Linked DNA regions of Triticum aestivum: region 1 is linked to region 2. The links are chromatin contacts, called in public Hi-C maps. All regions are on one chromosome and are shown on one strand. The core of a region is the stretch at or near the end of the contact, and the rest is flanking DNA. Distances in the headings are between cores, read along the strand shown.

Region 1 (5,285 bases), core at 1,145-3,644, 150 kb after region 2:
TCTCAAGAACTTTAATTGGCCAAAAGTAAGACTAGAAAGAGGGTATCCTCCTTGCGAGGTCTATACAATACTTGGATGACAATGGACAATAGCAATTACAATATGATGAAGCAAACTTAGCCTGTAACAAGGATAATAAAACATGTGATAACCATTCTAAAATCATTTGCCACCAAAACAGCCACCAATTTTTTTAAATAGTAAGATGGGTACTCCCAGTTTCACAAAATATAAGGCACATAAATGCTGTCCTAAGTCAAATGACCAAGTTCGTAGAAAAAATATCAAACATCTAAAATACCAAATCAACAGATGTCAATATTTCTTTTTCTATACCACAAAATTAGTCAAACTTTTTTTTAAAACAACTCAGGACATTAATTTTGGGAAGGAGGGAGTACAAATGGAGGTGTAAAGACAAAGTAATAAAGAGGCATATCAAAGCAATGGAATAAAAAATATTTAGATGTCCTTACATCGTACATGGCCAATCATTAGGACCAAACAGCCCAGGGGGACCACCAACAGCAGCAGCAGCACGACTGCCTCTTGCATCATCACTACCACGACCTCTACCCCTACCACCACCACCACCAGATCCACTAACACCAGCAGGGCGAGAGGCTCCACAACGATTACAAACACCACGGAAGGCAAAGTTTACATTGCCACAGCTGAAAAAAGAAATCATATAAGAAAGGATAGACTGCATAGTAAAGACCAAACTAGTCAACAACAACAGAAAAGTTGCTCACCAATCGTAACAGACCTTGTATTTGGACACATCCAATCTCCATCTTGCTGCCAAGCTTTTGCTGGACCATCACCACGCCCTCTACCTCTGCCTGATCCGTTATCCAATTCATCTTGTCCAACAATCTCAGCATCGACGCTCACATTGGTGAAGTTATCAACTGTATCTTTGTTTTTTGACTCAGCTATGTGAACCTGGATGATGCTTCCATGGAAATCCTTATTATTGAACCATTCCACAGCAGCTGAAGCAGCATGGGGATCTTCATATGTGACTGTTGCATCACCCTTTGGTTCATTTGTAACTTTGTCCCTGTATATCCAAATCTTTGGGTGGCCAGTCCTTTTGTCCTTCTGTTGAGATATGAGAAGAGGAAATGACAAATCTATCATGAAATGGAATTAACAAGGGTTTACAAGACCATTCAAGAACTTGCATGTGGTTGCGAAAATGTTACCTGGTAAGACCCATACCTTTAGCAACCCTATGGTGCCAAAATATTCAGCCAACATGGTCTCATCAGTTCCAGGAGGCAGATTGCATACATAAATAGAGCCATTTGGGGGTCCTCGTGACATATATCCAGCCATCTGTAACACAAAGGTCAGCTGTGGATGATCAGTGCAATTCCTCAAAGCATGTTTTTCGAAACAACATCACAAGCACAAAAGTGCAAATGCCAAAACTAGCAACAAGAATAACAGAGTAGGCCCGCGAGTAAAACAGGAAGAAGATAAGGAGGATAAGCCATGGATTAACATATCATAAGCTTGCAAAAAGGCTACGCGTAATGTTAAGTGACTGTTCAGCATGGTGAACTTAAGTGTCGAACAACCATCCATTATTGTTCAAATTCAGTTTGAGGGGGGCTGCTTTGCACACAACAGGTAAAAATGAAGGAATTCTTAGTTGCAAAAATTGACACATAACTTATTGATTTGTGATGTTACAGCATTTCAGCAGAAAACTTGCAGAGGATAGATACTCCATCACCATTTCAAGATGGATGCACATCAAGAGCTACCAATTTGACACGTCTACTTATCAGCGGTAAATGCAATGGCAATTGCAGATATTTAACCAGCCGTACAAAGGATGGGCCCAAAATACAGTTCAAAGTTAACAGCAATAGATCTCTTTCAGCGCAACATTTCAAACAACAAACAGCTGAAAAATTAGTCGGGCGTGAACAGCCAAAGACTGACACGGAGCATCAGAACACCGTGACTACAACTGGATCACAGTCGAGGACCTCGATAAAAACTTGACCGGCGTCAGAAATCCAACGGGTAACACATGCGAGTGGCAAGCATAGGACGTAACTAGAACCCCATCGATGAGGCAGGAATCCCGTAAATTTCCTCGCCGCGCGACAAACAGCAGTGAGCGGGAGGGGGCGGCGGAGGTTTACCTAGTCCAGGATGAGCCGAGGCGGACAGCGCGTACCGAGAGTATGCGAGGAAGGCCGTGCGCCTCGTGCTCTGCCGACGCGAACACGGCGGCGGCCGCGTGGGTGAGGAGCCGCGGCGGCCGCGTGGGTGAGGAGCCGCGGCGGCGCTAGGTTTGGGCGGATCTCGGCGCTCTCTGCGTGCTTGGGGATGACGTTTCGTGCGGGATGGGCAGACGCAATTAGGGAGAGAGCAGGGCAGGCTGAGATGCTGGGCTTCTGGGCTGTCAACGATTGTAAGTTGGGCTGTAAAGAAGTGGGCTAAATTCGGTTAGATCGGTTAATTGTTCCCCTGGATACCAGAAGACGAACTCGAGAAAAGAAAAAAAACTAAAGAATGGTCGTCACGGGAGAGCAATTAATTGAGGAGCACTCCTTCACGAACCTTCCAACGATCACTTGGGTGGACTGAGAGCGCATCACTTGGCGTACTCTCAGCAGCCGCCGCCATGTGTCCCCTATAGGCACTCCCTTCAGATTTTTTTATTTTTCCGCATGAGTTTCGGATTTTTAGATTTTTTGTCGGCTTTTCGGTTTTACACCGGTCTTTCTTAGTTTTTCGACAAAAAAATTGAAAAAGAATTGCTTGAAAGAATGCGTTTATTTTTTTTCCTTCCGTAAGAGTCACGATTTTGCTTCTGCGAGATGCATTGTGCCTCTCGAAAACAGAAAAAAAAAATTATGTTTTCTTTTCTTCTCTTTTCGTGAGAGGCATGCAAGAGGCCTGGTTTTGCTTTCGCGAGAGCCACAGTCGTGCCTCTCGAAAATGAAAAAAACATGTTTTCTCTTCTTTTTTTTCTTTTCTGAGAGGCGCGGTTTTGCTTCCGTGCCGTGCTTCTCGAAAACGGACAAAAATGTGTTTTATTTTTTTTCCTTTCGTGAGAGACACGGTTTTGCTTCCGTAAGAGGCACGATCGTGCCTCTCGGAAATGAAAAAAAATATGTGTTTTTTTTCTTTCGTGAGAGGCATGATTTTGCTTCCGCGAGAGGCATGATTGTGCCTCTCGGAAAGGAAAAAAAAATGTGTTCTCAGTTTGGTTTTTTTATCTAGTTTTTTTATCAAAAAATGTTAGTCAAAATCTATCAACATAGGATCTAGTTTGAAATGTGTGGACACAAGGAATCAAACGCTAAAAACGATTCGAGATTTGGACACATAGTTCAAGAGATAAAATATTTTGAATAAATGGATCTACGAAAAAAAGAAACTCCTAAATTACGACAAGTGGTGTACATGCAGTGTTTCATATGTCGCAACCTGGGAAGGTAAGAATGATCTTTAGAAGGAATACTCCTCAATTAGTGATTTCGCGGTCACGGGTGCCCCTATTTGCCGCGGTATGCGCCGGGAGACGGATGTGCGCGCACCCCGCTCCCCCCCCCCCACGGCCCATTTGGGCCGGCCAATGAGCGGAGGCAGAGCGCCCCCAATTTTCTTCTTTTGTTTATTTCTTCTCTTTTGTTTTTTAATTATTTGTGATTTCAAAAAGTTCCAAAATTCACCAACAAATGCCCCTCGATTCAAATAATATTTATGAATTTAAAAAATATTCATGATTTCAAAAAATGTTCCTGAATTTGGATATTGATGAACATTTTTATCAGATGAACAAAATTTTGAATTTGATGAACATTTTTTGAACTTGATGAAAAAATTCTCGATTCAAGAACATTTTTTTAAAAAAAACGGATAGACGTTCATAAAAATGGACGAATATTTTTTGAATTTGATGAATATTTTTAAAAATTATGGTGAAACAATTTTGAATACGATGAACATTTTTCATTTTTTTGAACTTGATGAACATTTTCTCAATTCAACAACACTTTTTGAAAATAGGATAAACTTTTTGAAAAGTGTATGAGCATTTTTCAAAATTATGGTGAACAAATTTTGAATCCGCTATTTTTTAATTGCATGAACATTTTTTGAATTCAGTGAACAAAAAATGTTCACAATTTTAAAAAATTGTTTATGAAAACGAGAAAAAAAGGGAAATGAAGAGGAAGAAAAATAGGAAAAGAAAAGAAACTAGAACGATAAAAGAAATGAAGAGGCAAAAAGGAAAAAAAGGAAAATTGAAAAATAAGAAAAAACCGGAAAAAAATCAGTTTGGGAAGGTTCAAATCGAACATGAACTACCCGGGCCGGGCCACGTATACGCAGCTGGGCATGGGGGAGGAGGGGTACGCGTGCTGTCGCTTGGCGGCGACCTACACGCCGAAGCTATTTTCTAAAAATATTATATTTTTTAATTAATTTATACAAATATTACGCCTATGTTTTTATTTTAAGAAATAATACACCATCGGCCTGTTGCTGGCTGACTGGGCCAATCGACCTGCCTGCAGCAGGCCGATGGTGTATTATTTTTAAAAATAAAAATATCAGCGTAATATTTATGCAAATTAATTAAAAAATGTATTATTTTAAAAAAAATAGCCATGCCGAATAAGAGCTGCCAGTGGTCACCTTATATAAGGGGCTAGGCGAAAGGTGATCCACGAGGAATTTTTCTCCTGGTAATAAGTGTCTCATTTATATTATAAAGATCATAATACAAATTAGTACACATCAGAATGAAAAAACTGAAAAATATAGTAAATGCTAGCATTTGCATAAAGGAAGTCAAGCCAAGAAGAAAAAAGATACCAAGGCTAAAAAATCATTTGAACTTGACACCAACGCCCATCACTTGACTTTGGCGCCATCAAAGTAGTCATCAAAGGAAAAAAAATGACGGATTATCTCCTCACTCGAACTCGACGCGGTTCCATCGTTGATATGCACCTTTGCGGACCTCCAAGATGGCTCATCAAAGATGAAACCATTATTATTGAACAAATCAGACCGAGGCAACACCCCGAACACGTCATTGAACTCTAAATCTGGCACCCCGCATGACTAAGACATTGGAGGAGAAAATCATACCTGCCATCCACGATCAACAAACCCAGCACACGATCCACCATCTTCCAAATATCGTTGATGTAGACCACAATCTGCATCCGCTCCTGGACTATCACCCAAGCTCCGTGTCGTTGCTGGAGCAAACGTCATCGCAACGGTGGAGCCTGAGGACA
Region 2 (4,969 bases), core at 342-2,841:
ATCAAGTACCTAGTAAAGCATCTTTGCAGGGACGTAATACTTTCAGAATCGTTGTACATGCCAAATTGCCGAATGAAATTCAATAAGACGAATTGGTCAATGCAGGCATGAAAATAAGGTTTGATACCGCGATAACTTACGTGACATAGCCATTGTTGTCGATATCTGCAGCGAGAAACTCTGACACGGTCATGTCTCTGGACAGCACCCAGTTGGCCATGGCACGGTGCCTCTTGTCGATCCTCATCTCTGCCAAGTAGAGGAATGCCCGTGCCACGGCTAGTGTGGACACGAGGAGCCACCCAGAGGCAAAAAGGCGGCCCTGCAGTGTCCGGAACGCGTGATCGCCGTATCCGACCGTGGTCACCGACATCACTGCAAGGTACACGGCATCGAGCCAGCCCATGTTCTCCACCTTCCTGAGCACAGTGGCCCCAATGCCGACGCAGATGGCCACCACACCAAGCGCGAGGGCGACCTTCATGCGCACGCGCATTCGGCCCTTCTTGATGTCGAAGATGTAGTTGTGCCGGTGCTTGCGTGCAGAGCGGGGGTTCTTGATGGCGGTGATGAGGAGGTGCTCTTGGAGGTCGAGCACATAGGACACCATGCCAGAGAGGAGGATGTCGACGAAGCCGAAGCCGATGAGGACGAAGGATATGGCGAAGAGCTTGGCGGCAGGGCTGGCCGGGGTGATGTCCCCGTAGCCAATTGTGCAGAGCGTGACGATACAGAAGTAGAGGGCGTCGACGACGGGGTGGGTGGGCCCGGCGGAGGAGGTGAAGTTGGCCGGGAAGGCGGCGTAGAAGGAGACGCCGAGGGCGAGGTAGGCGAGCAGGAAGAGGAAGGCGTGCAGCACGATGGCCGGCCTCCGCGGCGGCGGGGGCGGGTTCTGGTGGTCGGCCTGGGCGGAGGCGGCGAGGACAGCGGCGCTGAGCGGCGCCATGGCAGGCGCGGTGCGGGAGCGGTGGAGGTTGGTGCGGCCGCTGATTAAATTGAAGAGCGAGGGCGTGGTGGGCTGGGGCTGGCCGTCCTCGTTGGAGGGTGGGGAGGAGGAGCAGGACGGGTGGTCGTAGTCGCGGAACGGGTCGGGGTGGGGGACGGAGATGCGGCGGTAGTGGCGCGCGGACTGCGGCGGGGGAGGGGGCGGCGGCGGCGGCGGCGGGTCGTGGGGCCCGAAGATGAGGCGGTCCTTGTAGGAGGAGGCCGGGGAGGGGCAGGGCGAGGAGGGCGGCGCGAGGTCGAAGTTGGAGAGCGTCGCGTGCTCCGGCAGCGGGTGGAGCGGCTGCGGCGCCGTGGTGGGGAGCAGCGGCTCCGTGTCCATGGCCGGACCGCCAAGGCCGGGGCTTTCTTCCCGGATTCCCGATGAATATCCCCGGGGATTCTTGATTCCTGCGTCCGGCGCGAGATTCGCCGGGATTCTGAGCGAGGGGGACGGGGCGCGATTCGGGTTCTTATTGCCGGGGCCGCCGGTGGGGACGAGGTGATTGAAGGTTGGAGGAGGAGGAGGGAGGCGGAGGCGGAGGCTGCGGGACGTTGGCGATGGCCACTTGACGACGGCGATGCCCCTATATTTCCGACTGCTAATTTTGTCCCGTTTCTCGGGCTTATATTAATTAATTAAATTGAGATCGGCTGATTTGTTTATGGACGATCGGTCTCGTGAGCGGCGGGAGACGGATCGACGATGATGCAACGCAATAATAGCGGGCGGAACAGGGAAGGGAAGGATGAGATGAGGGCACATCTCATCTTTGTCGCCGTCACTGTCAGCTAGGTTTTGGTTTGTGACCGTGGAAGCCGTTGGATCGAGTGTGTAAGCAACTGTTGAGGAATTGTCCCACGCGTTGGTATGGTCCCAACGTGCCCGGCTGTGTTTCTTCACAAACGATTTTGTATATACTTTCTGTGCACAAAACCTAAAATCGATACAAATTACGATGAATCAAAACAAAATGAAGAGCAATAGCAACAAGGATTCCTTATTAAAAGAAAAAAAGCATACACAAAAGCGTTTTTTAACTTTTAAAAAAATGAGGTTTTCAAGAATCATCGTCTTTGCTTCGTGTACTGTGACGGAGAATATCATACAAATATGGAAATTTGGAATTGTGGAGGCGTCCGGTACAACATCGCTTCTGCACCTTTGCAGCGCCACAGGTCTTGACATGGAAGTTACTTCATCTACGTGCCGAGTGCATATCCAGGTCCTTCCATCTCCTCGTGTTGAGTTGTTCGCAGAGGCCATGTGACCCAACATAAACGACGCCGCAAGAAACTAGCATCTCTTGCGGAGCAGGTTTTTCTGCTTGCTCGGTTATCTCGGATAGGGCTGGGCATATAACCCGAATCCGAATACACCGAAACCGAAAACTTCGGTGGTACATCCGGTTTGCATTTGGTGGAAACCGAACTTAGTCCGGTTAATTCGGGTCTATACCTCGGGTAACCGAGTGGACCGAAAACCGAGAAATACAGATGTCTGGCCTGCACGCCTGTTGCTATCAAGTGCTATCTGCCCAAGTGCACGAGTACCATGGTTGTATCGGGAAGAGGTGACCTTGACTCACTGGGTCAGCGTCGCTTTAAATTTGAGGTAATAGCACTGGGAGTCCCACAACTTTGTCCTAGATGTGACGATTTGGTCCAAAACTTGCAAAAGCCAACTATTGAGTCCCACAACTTGCACCCAATGTGCAAATTTAGTCCTAGCCAATCAGACGACGACAAGTGGAGCCTAGTCAGCAGAGCCGGTCAGCGCAGCACATTTTTCAATTACCCCCTGGCCTTTGCACTAATGAACCCGCCCTCCTCGCTGCTGCGCTCCTCGACTGTGCGCAACTGCTCCTCCTTCCAGGCGGTGTTGGTGGAGGACCCGGAGCCCGACGACAAGAAGTAGCAGGCGCCGGCGCAGGGCAGGGCGCTGCACCCGCACGGCCTCCAGCCGGGCGGCCCGCCCCACCCGGCCGAGCGATTCTGTTACCTCCACTGGGTCTCGGCCTCGGAGCTCTTGGAGAGGCCGGCGACGACGAGGCGCTTGATCTCGGAGACGTCGAGGCAGCAGAGGAACCTGGAGGCCCCGGCGTCGGAGACGGAGAGCTCGCGCCCCGGGGAGAGCAGCCCCGCGCGGGACGCGCAGGCGAGGTCGCCGGAGCCGGACGAGCAGGAGGTGGACGAGGAGGAGGTGGCGGTGTCATCGCCGGCGCAGGACTTGGCGCAGCTGGGAATGTAGTCGCGGAGCATCTCGGCGACGTCGCGGTACCGGCGGAGCGTGAGCAGCGCGCGCGCCCGGAGCTCGAGCGCGGCCTCCATGCGCGGCGACATCTCCAGCACCGCGCCGACCAGGCCGAGCGCGGCCGCCGCGGAGGAGTCATCCCCGCCGTCGCCGTCCCGCGCCGCCGCGGCCGCGAGAGCCGCCCGCGCCTCGCCGATGTACCCGTTGATCACCTGCCGCGCACAACCGCCATGGAAACAAGCAGCCATCAGATCCGGGCCTCAAGGTCAGAGAATTCAAGCTGCCCCCTCCCTTCCTCAGACCACCATCAGATTCTCAGATTCCGGTGAAGAAAAAACAGAGTCTTTTCCATCCCTCCTCCCTCGTCAGAACCAGAATGGACATTAATGAAGCAGACTCGGAAGAGAACAAAACAAGAATTGAAGGATCGTCAATGGAGGATGGACGAGACGCGGTGACGCATGGCATGCACCGCGCCATCTGGACAGCGCAGCAGGCAGAGGCCAAGGCCCGGAGATTGACCCCTCGCGCAAAGTCCAAATCGCGCCATCCCTATCCGCCGAACGGAGCAGCATTGAAGAGCACGAACCTTTCTGTTGCCGCGGCGCCACTTGTTGGCCCTCCTCGCCGGCTCCGGAGCGGGAGACGACACCGCCATGGCAGCCTCCGCGCATCAACCAACCTGCAGCCTCCGCGCACGGCAGGTGAGCGAGCTAGGCACGGGAGGAAGAGAGAGAGAGGAGGCGGATATATGGGTGGAGATCGGGGGAGAGGGAGGGGGGAGGGGGGAGAGGAATCCTGTGACTTCGCTGCGCCCCGGAAATGGAGCTGAATATATACGGGAGAGAGATGGAGATTGCCAGCTGCGCTGCGCTGCGCGCCGTCGAGGTTGCTTGCTCGAGCGGACTGCTTTCTTTCCTCCTATCTCCCGGTGCATATACTCCTACGTACATAGAACGTACGTAGACTACCAAGATTTGCTTGCTTGCTTGCTCCTCATGGCGCCCGCGTCTTCCTGCATGGACGGAGGCGACCGCGACGTACGTCCACCCGCCCGTTCCTCGCACGAGCGAGCCTCACTGCCCGTCACCGATGTCGCCGCCGCCGAATCCCCCGCCGCCACCGGCGCCAGCTCCGCCACCCGCGCCTCCTCCGAAGCCACCACCGGCGCCGCCACCTGCACCGCCTCCGCCACCGAAGCTTCCGCCCTTGCCACCTCCTCTGCCTACGCCACCGCCGAAGCCGCCGCCCTTGCCTCCCCCGAAACCGCCGCCGGCTCCGGCGCCTCCGCTTCCACCGGCTCCATCGCCTGAGTCCACCACCTCCTCCCGCGCCTCCCGCGCCTCCTGAACCACCTCTAAGGCCACCACAGGCAGCGCTTCCTGCGCCTCCGCCGAGACCACCACCTGCACCGGCACCGTCGCCTGCACCGCCTCTGGCACCTCCACTGAAACCACCACCTCCACCGGTGTAGTGCGGGTTGATTAGTGCTAAGTCCAGGGGGTAATTGCAAAAAGTGCTGGGCTGACCGGCTGGGCTGACTAGGCTCCACTTGTCGTGCTCTGATTGGTTAGGACTAGATTTGCACATTGGGTGCAAGTTGTGGGACTCAATAGTTGGCTTTTACAAGTTTAGGACCAAATTGTCACATCCAAGACAAATTGTGGGACTCCCGATGCTATTACCTCTTTAAATTTTGTGTAGAGGAGATAGTACTACTTCTCTCGTGTAGGT

What was found. A called contact is a pair of places that touch in the nucleus more often than the background predicts.
Region 1: a contact with region 2 is called in a Hi-C map of leaf, with 5 times the contacts expected there. The contact joins the promoter of LOC123103461 here to the promoter of LOC123103459 in region 2. A contact is called at or near these places in 3 of 5 Hi-C or Micro-C datasets (all in leaf).

The regions. Positions count from the first base shown.
Region 1 is chr5A:377,213,966-377,219,250 of IWGSC CS RefSeq v2.1, forward strand. It overlaps LOC123103461 (transcription initiation factor TFIID subunit 15), which reads right to left and starts at 2,395. Exons shown (of 8, transcript XM_044525057.1): 1 at 2,166-2,395; 2 at 1,228-1,344; 3 at 770-1,107; 4 at 477-674. The coding sequence starts at 1,344.
Region 2 is chr5A:377,063,769-377,068,737 of IWGSC CS RefSeq v2.1, forward strand. It overlaps LOC123103459 (two pore potassium channel c), which reads right to left and starts at 1,592. Exons shown (of 2, transcript XM_044525055.1): 1 at 141-1,592. The coding sequence starts at 1,324.